2 separate regions of the Rattus norvegicus genome follow, and region 2 is linked to region 1. A link is a contact called in public Hi-C data. All regions are on one chromosome and are shown on one strand. The core of a region is the stretch at or near the end of the contact, and the rest is flanking DNA. Distances in the headings are between cores, read along the strand shown. Region 1 overlaps Smyd4 (SET and MYND domain containing 4). Region 2 overlaps Slc43a2 (solute carrier family 43 member 2).

Region 1 (3,789 bases), core at 685-3,184:
AAGGTAGACTTTGCCTGTAAACCTAGTACTTGGAAGGCTGAGGCAGGAGGATATGTTTGAGGCTAGACCAGCTTACAGAGTGAGATTCTGTGTGCAAATAAAGCAAGCCGAGCAGTCTGCTTTAGGTGTGCTAACAAGGAAGCCTTCATGTCATGAAGTCAGGCCTCCAAGACTGACTTGCATCAGTGCTTGGACAGCGAGTGCCAGGAAGACTCATGAAAGCCACAGAGTAAGAACTAGGACACTGGTAGGAAACAAATACAGAGTTGCCATCCCAAGAAACTACCCAATAGTAAGGCAGATCCATATTTATTTTTCCATTCACAAATTACACATCACCACTAGCCTCTTCTTAATGAAGAATTTAAGGAAGCAGGATATTGTAAGTGGAATTGTGTGTCTCTTGAGTAAAGAAGTCATACTGATTTCTTGCTATATATTATTTTTCAGTTACAACACAAGACTAAGAGTTGAAGTTCCCACTGGAGTGGAACACAGCACTTCATTACTACTAGACACCACAGGAATGTTCTAGGGACACAGATCCAGCATAGTGAGATGAAAACCCCAGGCTAGCATCAGCTGCCTGCACATGGCGACAACCCTTTAAAGCATCCGCCTCTACAGATGCTGGATTTAGTCTTTTCTGGGAATGGGGCTTCCGTCAGAGGGCAGTTAACTCCTGCAAGCAGCAGCCAGCAACCCAGGTGAGTGTCTCAATCTGTTTGCCAGTGCTCCCTATGCTAGACACTAGGCTAGGGTCAGTTGGGTAGGTCCCGTCCTTTCTGCTGAGAGCTCCAAGCCAACAGAATCTCTAACTCACCATAGAGCTCCTTTCTGGAGGGTGAGAATGCACACTCTACACTAAGGGCCGCACAGGGGTGAAGGACGAGTCCAGTAAGCAGGACCTCATCTCCCGGAGCTCCTGGACCTCATCACTCTCAGGGCCACAGTGCACCAACAGGATCTTTTCTGCCTTCCATATGGCATCCAGAGCTTCAGGCACTGCCAACCTGAAGCAAGAAAGGGAAGCCTGTCAGTTCACTCCCTCAGTCTAAACAAAAGCTGACTCCTTTCTGTACAGAGGTTCACTGCATCCTCCAGGGGCTTATGGAGGGCATGAAGGGTCTGAGTTCCTTGGCCCTCTAGGGTCTCACCATCTGAAAGTAGAGATAAGAAACTTTCACGAACATACTGCAAAGCATACTTGAGAAAACTGTGTATGTGTGTAATAGACTCCAGGATCCTGAGAAAAATGGGCAAATTCAAAACCTTTTTTAAAAGCTTTATATAGAGGTGTTCATTTTGGAGTGCCCGTGTCTAACCTGACTGACTCCCTCTCTCTAACCTTGACCTCGGCTCTCAGGTCCTTCTTTCTCTCTGACCAAACATGCTGTTTCAATGTCTGGGTATCAGGTAATATGCTTCAAACCCTTTCTCTTACCATGAGATTTTATCAAGGTTGGAGGTATGGTAGTCACACAATACTGGATTGGGGATATACTTCACATCGAGTGACCTCCGTGGCACACTGGGTGAGGAACCAGCTCATCGGCACTACTCTTCCTTGTATTCTACTTTTTGTGCAGAGCTAGGGACAGAACTAGGGCCTTATGCATGCCACCAACTGAGTAGTTCCCTCAGCTTCTTATTTCAGTCTCTGGCAGGGATTTTCAGCCTTCACATAACTAACTAGGACCTCTCCACTGTGAGGCTGTCCTGTGCACTGTAGGTCTAGCCTTTACCCACTAGATGCTGGCAGTACCCTCCCCTCGAGCCATCACAGTCAAAGCCGTCTCCAGACATTGCCAAATGCCATTTGAAAGCAAAACCCTTCTGGTTGAAAACAACTGCTTTAAAAGGAATAGGAGGCAAACCAGGGGAAAGGCAGAGCCCTGGAGTTAAGAGAGCTGGGGCTGAGCCAACCAAGCTCCCTTGTGATTAAGCAGGGAGGAATGCTAGAGTCGGGAGAGGTTGCCTGGAAGTCCTCCCTGGGAGGCTCAACGCAGACCTAACGGCTTTCTCCACATCTCTCAGGAGGAAATTCAAAGCTTAAAGTCCATCAGTGAAACAGAGGGCAAAGATCTGTCCTAAGAAGGAAATAGAAGTTTCAAAGTGCTTTAAAGCACTGTAGCAAAAAGCCACACACAGAAGCGCCTAGTAAAACACAAAGCACTGTGTACCCTGGCCAGACACGAAGAGAAGGAAAGACCTACCCATTGAACAAGACTTGGGCCAGTTTGAAGAGCTCATGGCCAATTTCAACACTGGATGGCCCATGGCGAGCCTCAACCACCTGGAGACTCTTCTGTACATGGGCAGCAGACTGTCGCCAGTCGCCTGTGAGAAGAAAAATGTCTCATTTCAGAAAAGAAACACCATTAGTCCAAGGCTCTGAGGGTGAGGAAAACAGAATGGGAGGAGAAGAGTGCAGATTTAGACGGCAAGAGAGAAACAAACAGATGAGGCAAGGGTCGTACTGAGCACACGGCACGGAGGGAGAACTGTGGCCATACCTAAGGTAGCATAGGCCTGGGCCAGGCCGTCTTCAATTTCTCCCAGCACGGTGTGCTCTGCTGACAAGAAGTTCTCAGCAGCCCTCTGGCACTCCAACAACTGCTGAATGGCTTGCTCTATGTATTCAAAGGAAAATGTCTCACAACAGATATAGACCTAGTCCTGGACATGAGAGAACAGGCCGCAAGGTCTTTATAGGCTGGTCAAAGTGGAAATGCCCCTTTATCTCACTGAGTCAATAACCCACATTTCAGGGAAGCTGTTGGTTGCTTATGTTTTCTGTTTCAGTAGAAAAAGGTATTAGATGAGGCCTCCCCAAATTTACCCTGGGCTCCTAATATCCATTTTCCAGTACAAACACCTGTACATTTCTCCTGTAATCATTGGTTTTCTTGACTTTAGGCTAAAGGTCTACTTAAGAATCAAGGCTAAAATAGTCAAAATAGATTCCTACCATGTCAGGCTCTAAAATCAAGTTCTGCAAATCCCTTTCTGAAAAGAGAGGAGTCCTTCCCTCCCTCTCTCAGATCAGGCTAGCTACCAAGCTCTACTCCTGAGCCACACCACCAGCTGCGAGCAGGACTCAGGACTCACTGCTGCTGAGGGCAGAGCAACTTTCAGGAGCTTAGGTTGTTAAGCTGGGGTTACGATGATGACATAGGACAAAGCCCATGGAGATCAGACAGCCTTTCTGGTGCTTAAGCTGCCAGAACTATCTGGAGCACCAGAGTAACTGCTGGTCAAAGTCTGTTCTCACTGGCCTACACAGCCATCTTGTGGCAGGTGCTGGGATAATTAAATTCAAGTCCTCAATCATTTATTGAGGACTGCTCAGTAAGGCAAGGTGATACCAGAATAAACAAGGGAAGGGCTGAGGCTTAGGGCGAGGGAGCCAGTCTCACCTGGTCTATCACTCCTGAGAAGCTTCTGGGCTGTGTGAACCTGTTGCTGAAGGTCCTGCAGGCGGGAGACCAGTCGGTCCCTGCTGACAGAGTTTGTGCAAGATTCGTTGCTACAGCTCAGCACATCATTTCCCTGTGGAAGTCAGTTCCATTTTTATTCCTAAGCTAGAACAGTTATCAATACTGCATGTTGCATGTACATGATAAGAACGAGACTTCTGCAGTAACACATGCAAACAAGGCCTGAGTGAATTTGGTCTGATAGGAATGCTAATGAAGGCAGTAGCTGACCCCACTCTGAGGTTTCCTTTGGACGGAACTGACAGAGTTGGTAATCCTTTCTCCTTAGCAGCCCCTCTCATCTCTTTGG
Region 2 (3,789 bases), core at 558-3,057, 160 kb before region 1:
CTCCTGAGCCCCTCTACTTCTTGAAGCTGACAGGTTTTTTGTTTGTTTGTTTTTTAGATAAGGTTTTATTGTGTAGCCAAACTGGACTGGAAATCATAATCTTCCTGCCTTACTCTGCCTAGCACCTGAGATTGTGGGGGTGTATCAGAATTGCCATTTTTTTTTTCCTGTTTTGTCTTTTTTGTGTAGCCATGGCTGTCCTAGATAGAACTCTCTCTGTAGACCAGGCTGGCCTTGAACCCACAGAGATTACCTGCTTCTGCCTGAGTGCTGGAATTAAATCCACAGGGGAAGAAGAGAACCAACTCCTGACCACTGTGCTCTGACTTCCTCATGAGCAGCAAGCATCTCTGCCTGCTGAGCTGGTACCAACAAAAGATTTTTATTTAAGTGAAATACCAGAAGATTAAGCTGAGTACGATGGTAATTCCAGTCCCTGGCTGAGACAGGAGGATTACCTACTACTATCTGAAGCCAACCGGTCTACTAAGCGAGTTCCACGCCAACCTAGCCTATCACATCTCAACAACAACAACAACAACAACCAAACAAAACAAAAAGAAAAAAACCCCAAAAATGTTCTACTACGTAGGGTGACCCACACTTATAGTCATAGCTACAGGAGACTGAAGCAGGAAGGTACCTGAGAGGCTAAGCAAAGCAGCAAGCAAGACTCATCCAGATACGCTCTCCCTAACCCGTGCGGGCCTCCAATGTGCTCTGCAATCTCTGACGACTTTGAACATCTTTCTACTCCACCTCTGGAGTGCTGGGATCACAGGCAGTCATCACTGTGCCCGCCGATTTAAGTGGTGCAGGTGTCATGAACCCTAAGAAAGCATTCTACCACGTGAGCCACATTTTTGCTCAAGACTCTTTAAAAAAAAAAAGTTCCAAGGGTATAATGTCAGGAAATTATTGCCAGACAGTGGTGCGCACACCTTTGATCCCATCAGCTCCTGAGAAGCAGAGGCAGGGGAATCTCTGCCCTGGCTTACCAGTTGCCATCACTTCATCGAGAGTGCCATTGGAGGCCAGCCTGGTCTACAGAGTGAGTTCTAAACCAGCCAGGGCTACATAGAGAAACACAGTCTCGAAACAAACAAATAAAAAAGTCAAGAAATTATCACTGGATTAAGCAAAGTTTAAGGCCATTTTCTCCCATAAGGACCACGAGGCCATCACTGTGCCCCATGATTTTCTTGCTTATTACATTAGGCTTCTTTCCACTTTTCCCCTCCACCGAGAAGCCATGAGGTGCCTGGAGTGTTTCCCTCTGTGAAAGCAGGCCTTCCTGTCTCTGCGGAACACTGGTATGTTGACTCCTTGCAAGGACTGCGTTATCTTTCCCTTGGTAAAAACAAGTTAGCCAACAAAAGAAAGCGGCAGGCTGGTGAGACTGCCGACAGAGAGGATTTGCCTGTGTGTTTGTCCTGCCTGCTCAGGATGACTAAAGCTGAGTCAGCCAGGCCCTGGGGAAGTACTGACTTTCTCTGCGAAGCAAAGCCCCTTGTCAGCTCGAGACCTGCTGCTGTTTTCCTGTGGGTTATCAGTTCTGTTTCCCAGAGTGAACAAGCCTCAACCAGAGTACTTCGTTCCTGAGAAGCTTGTTTTCCCTAGTTCCCAGGGAGGGACATCGATCAGAGTGGGCCCTCACTGGACCCTGAGTCCTCAGTTGGGACAAAGGTCCTCCCTCAGCCCCCAGGATGTCCAAATGCCAAGCCAGTCCCTTCGGATCAGGGATGTGACTGTGTGACTGGGTGGGGCTGGTCTTCTGCTCTGAGTAGTGTTTTCAGCACTGTCGAAGCCCTCCGCCCTCCCCAGTGGCACTGGAAACATTCATCGCATGCCCTAGACACAGTGCTATTTCAGTCCTCTCCCTTCTTAGCCGGGAAACCCCTGATGTGGACATGAGGGAACAGCTCAGCCCCGACAAGTTAGCAGGCCTGCTGATCTGGGTCACACAGTACGTCAGCTGGAGGGGATGGAGGGATTTGTTGGGCTGGTGAGAGTAACAGCATTGCCCTACCCTGGAGGGATGCATCAAAGGCGGCCCAGGGCACACTTACCTGTCTTCTGGTCCCCGCTGACCAGGAACTCAAGGATGCTGTTCATGGCCCCCATGTAGAAGATGAGTCGTAGCTGTGTGACACACATCGTGACCAGGCTGAGCAGCAGGATGGGGCTGAACACACTGTGCATGAACGAGGGGGCTGCTGTGGAGAGGGAAGAAGCCTCAATGTGTGGACTCTGCTGGAGGTGAGGGACAGCAAAGAGCCCTGCTGAGGTCTATGGTCTTGACGCTCATCAGCAGACTCCCTAAGCTCTGTGTATGTGTCTGTCCCCCTTTAAGACAGACTAGGCATGCGGTGAGAGGATACCCAGAGGATACAGAGCCTCAGCCAGTGATTCCGGATCAAGGGGGCTGTGGGCTGCACCTGCAGTGTAAGTGTGGATAACCCTCCCCCTGCCCCCAGACCTCTTGGGCCAACCTGGAAGGGGAGAGTTGTGCTCTGGGTACCTGCAGCATCCGGCTGGCACTTAACCTCCAGGTCCACGGTGGATAGACACAGCTTGTGGCCCTCCTGCAGGGCAGCTTGCTCCTTGGCAGTCCTCATGGAGCTGCCCACGCTCAGCCGGCGCCCCACTGTGGTCACCTGCTTGTAGAACTGCTTCCCTGTGATCTTGTGGTCAAAGCCTAGCCAGCTGAACTTGATCTTCACCCTAGCAGCCACAGGGAGGGTGTTTGTTGGTTGCTGCCTGGGACTCTGGCTGGTGTGAGGGTAGGGCAGAGAACATGCCTAACTTACGAGTAGTCCATGTCCTCTGGTCCTGGGAAGGGCTCTAGTGGCCAGTTGAAGAAACAGTTGAGGAAAACCAGGCCAGAGCAGCCAGCCCAGACCACTAGGATGACGATGAAGGAGGCCCCAGCGTCATAGATGAGCTGTCAGGAGAGGGAGCAGTGTTATCAGTGAGAAGGCAGAATGAGCACTGGGCAGGGGACAGTTGGGAAGCACTCACAACGCTGGGCTGAATAAAAAGGCACAATCCTGTGAGCTGAGCTGTTTGGCTATTAGAACCCCCATGTCCTGATAATCTCAACCTGTCTGAACCTAGAATCCAATCTGAACCAAATGTCACCATCTTAAGAGGTGACCGAGTGGGGTTGGGGATTTAGCTCAGTGGTAGAGCGCTTGCCTAGCAAGCGCAAGGCCCTGGGTTCAGTCCCCAGCTCCGAAAAAAGAAAAGAAAAGGAAAAAAAAAAAAAAAAAAAGAGGTGACTGAGTTATCGCTGTCATGTCTGTCTCTCTGGGTCACAGTAATCAGCACTGGCTAAGGTTTTTCTGCTTCTTCTGAAGGTTTCTCTCTGTTTTAAGACAAATTCTGTATAACTCTGGTCAGCCTCAAACTCTTGATCCTCCTGCCTCTACATACAGAGTGTTGGGCTCACAGGCAGCCTGGCTACTCTGCTTGACTGTCTAGTTCTCCCAGGATAGGAACTTGCCAGCCCTGTCCACTGATATCTCTCTAGCCTTTAAGTACACACAGGGCAGGTGCTCCAGACACTCGGAAGACCAACTGACGCAGCTCCTTTGGCTCCTCTGTGAAACAGGTGTTGATGCTACACTGGGAGAGTGCTTCGGCCAAGGTTAGTGATGATCCTGGCAGCGGGCAGAGGGCAGAGGGCAGAGGGCAGAGGGCCAAGCATTTTAGCACCAATGACTACTTTCTTTTCTTAAGTACCAGAAATTGAACTTGGGGCCTCCTGTGTGCTTGCCAACTGTCTAC

The links. Hi-C and Micro-C count contacts between places; a contact is called where the count stands out from the background.
Region 2: a contact with region 1 is called in a Hi-C map of the A7r5 cell line, with 5 times the contacts expected there. The contact joins two enhancer-like sites. A contact is called at or near these places in 8 of 12 Hi-C or Micro-C datasets (the A7r5 cell line, Schwann cells, hepatocytes and 4 more).

Annotation. Positions count from the first base shown.
Region 1 is chr10:60,741,191-60,744,979 of GRCr8, reverse strand. Smyd4 (SET and MYND domain containing 4) reads right to left here. Exons shown (of 11, transcript NM_001105810.1): 8 at 3,420-3,552; 9 at 2,517-2,633; 10 at 2,217-2,340; 11 at 287-1,013. The coding sequence ends at 860. Among named protein-coding and RNA genes, the nearest start is that of Serpinf1, 18 kb to the left of the region's middle. Within about 2 kb of position 1,934, at least 15 of the 93 cell types and tissues checked have an H3K27ac peak or open chromatin away from gene starts, as enhancers often do. A contact at or near this core is called in the A7r5 cell line, where this site is marked.
Region 2 is chr10:60,903,014-60,906,802 of GRCr8, reverse strand. It overlaps Slc43a2 (solute carrier family 43 member 2), which reads right to left. Exons shown (of 14, transcript NM_001105812.1): 7 at 2,811-2,944; 8 at 2,522-2,724; 9 at 2,070-2,216. Among named protein-coding and RNA genes, the nearest start is that of Pitpna, 24 kb to the left of the region's middle. Within about 2 kb of position 1,807, at least 27 of the 93 cell types and tissues checked have an H3K27ac peak or open chromatin away from gene starts, as enhancers often do. A contact at or near this core is called in the A7r5 cell line, where this site is marked.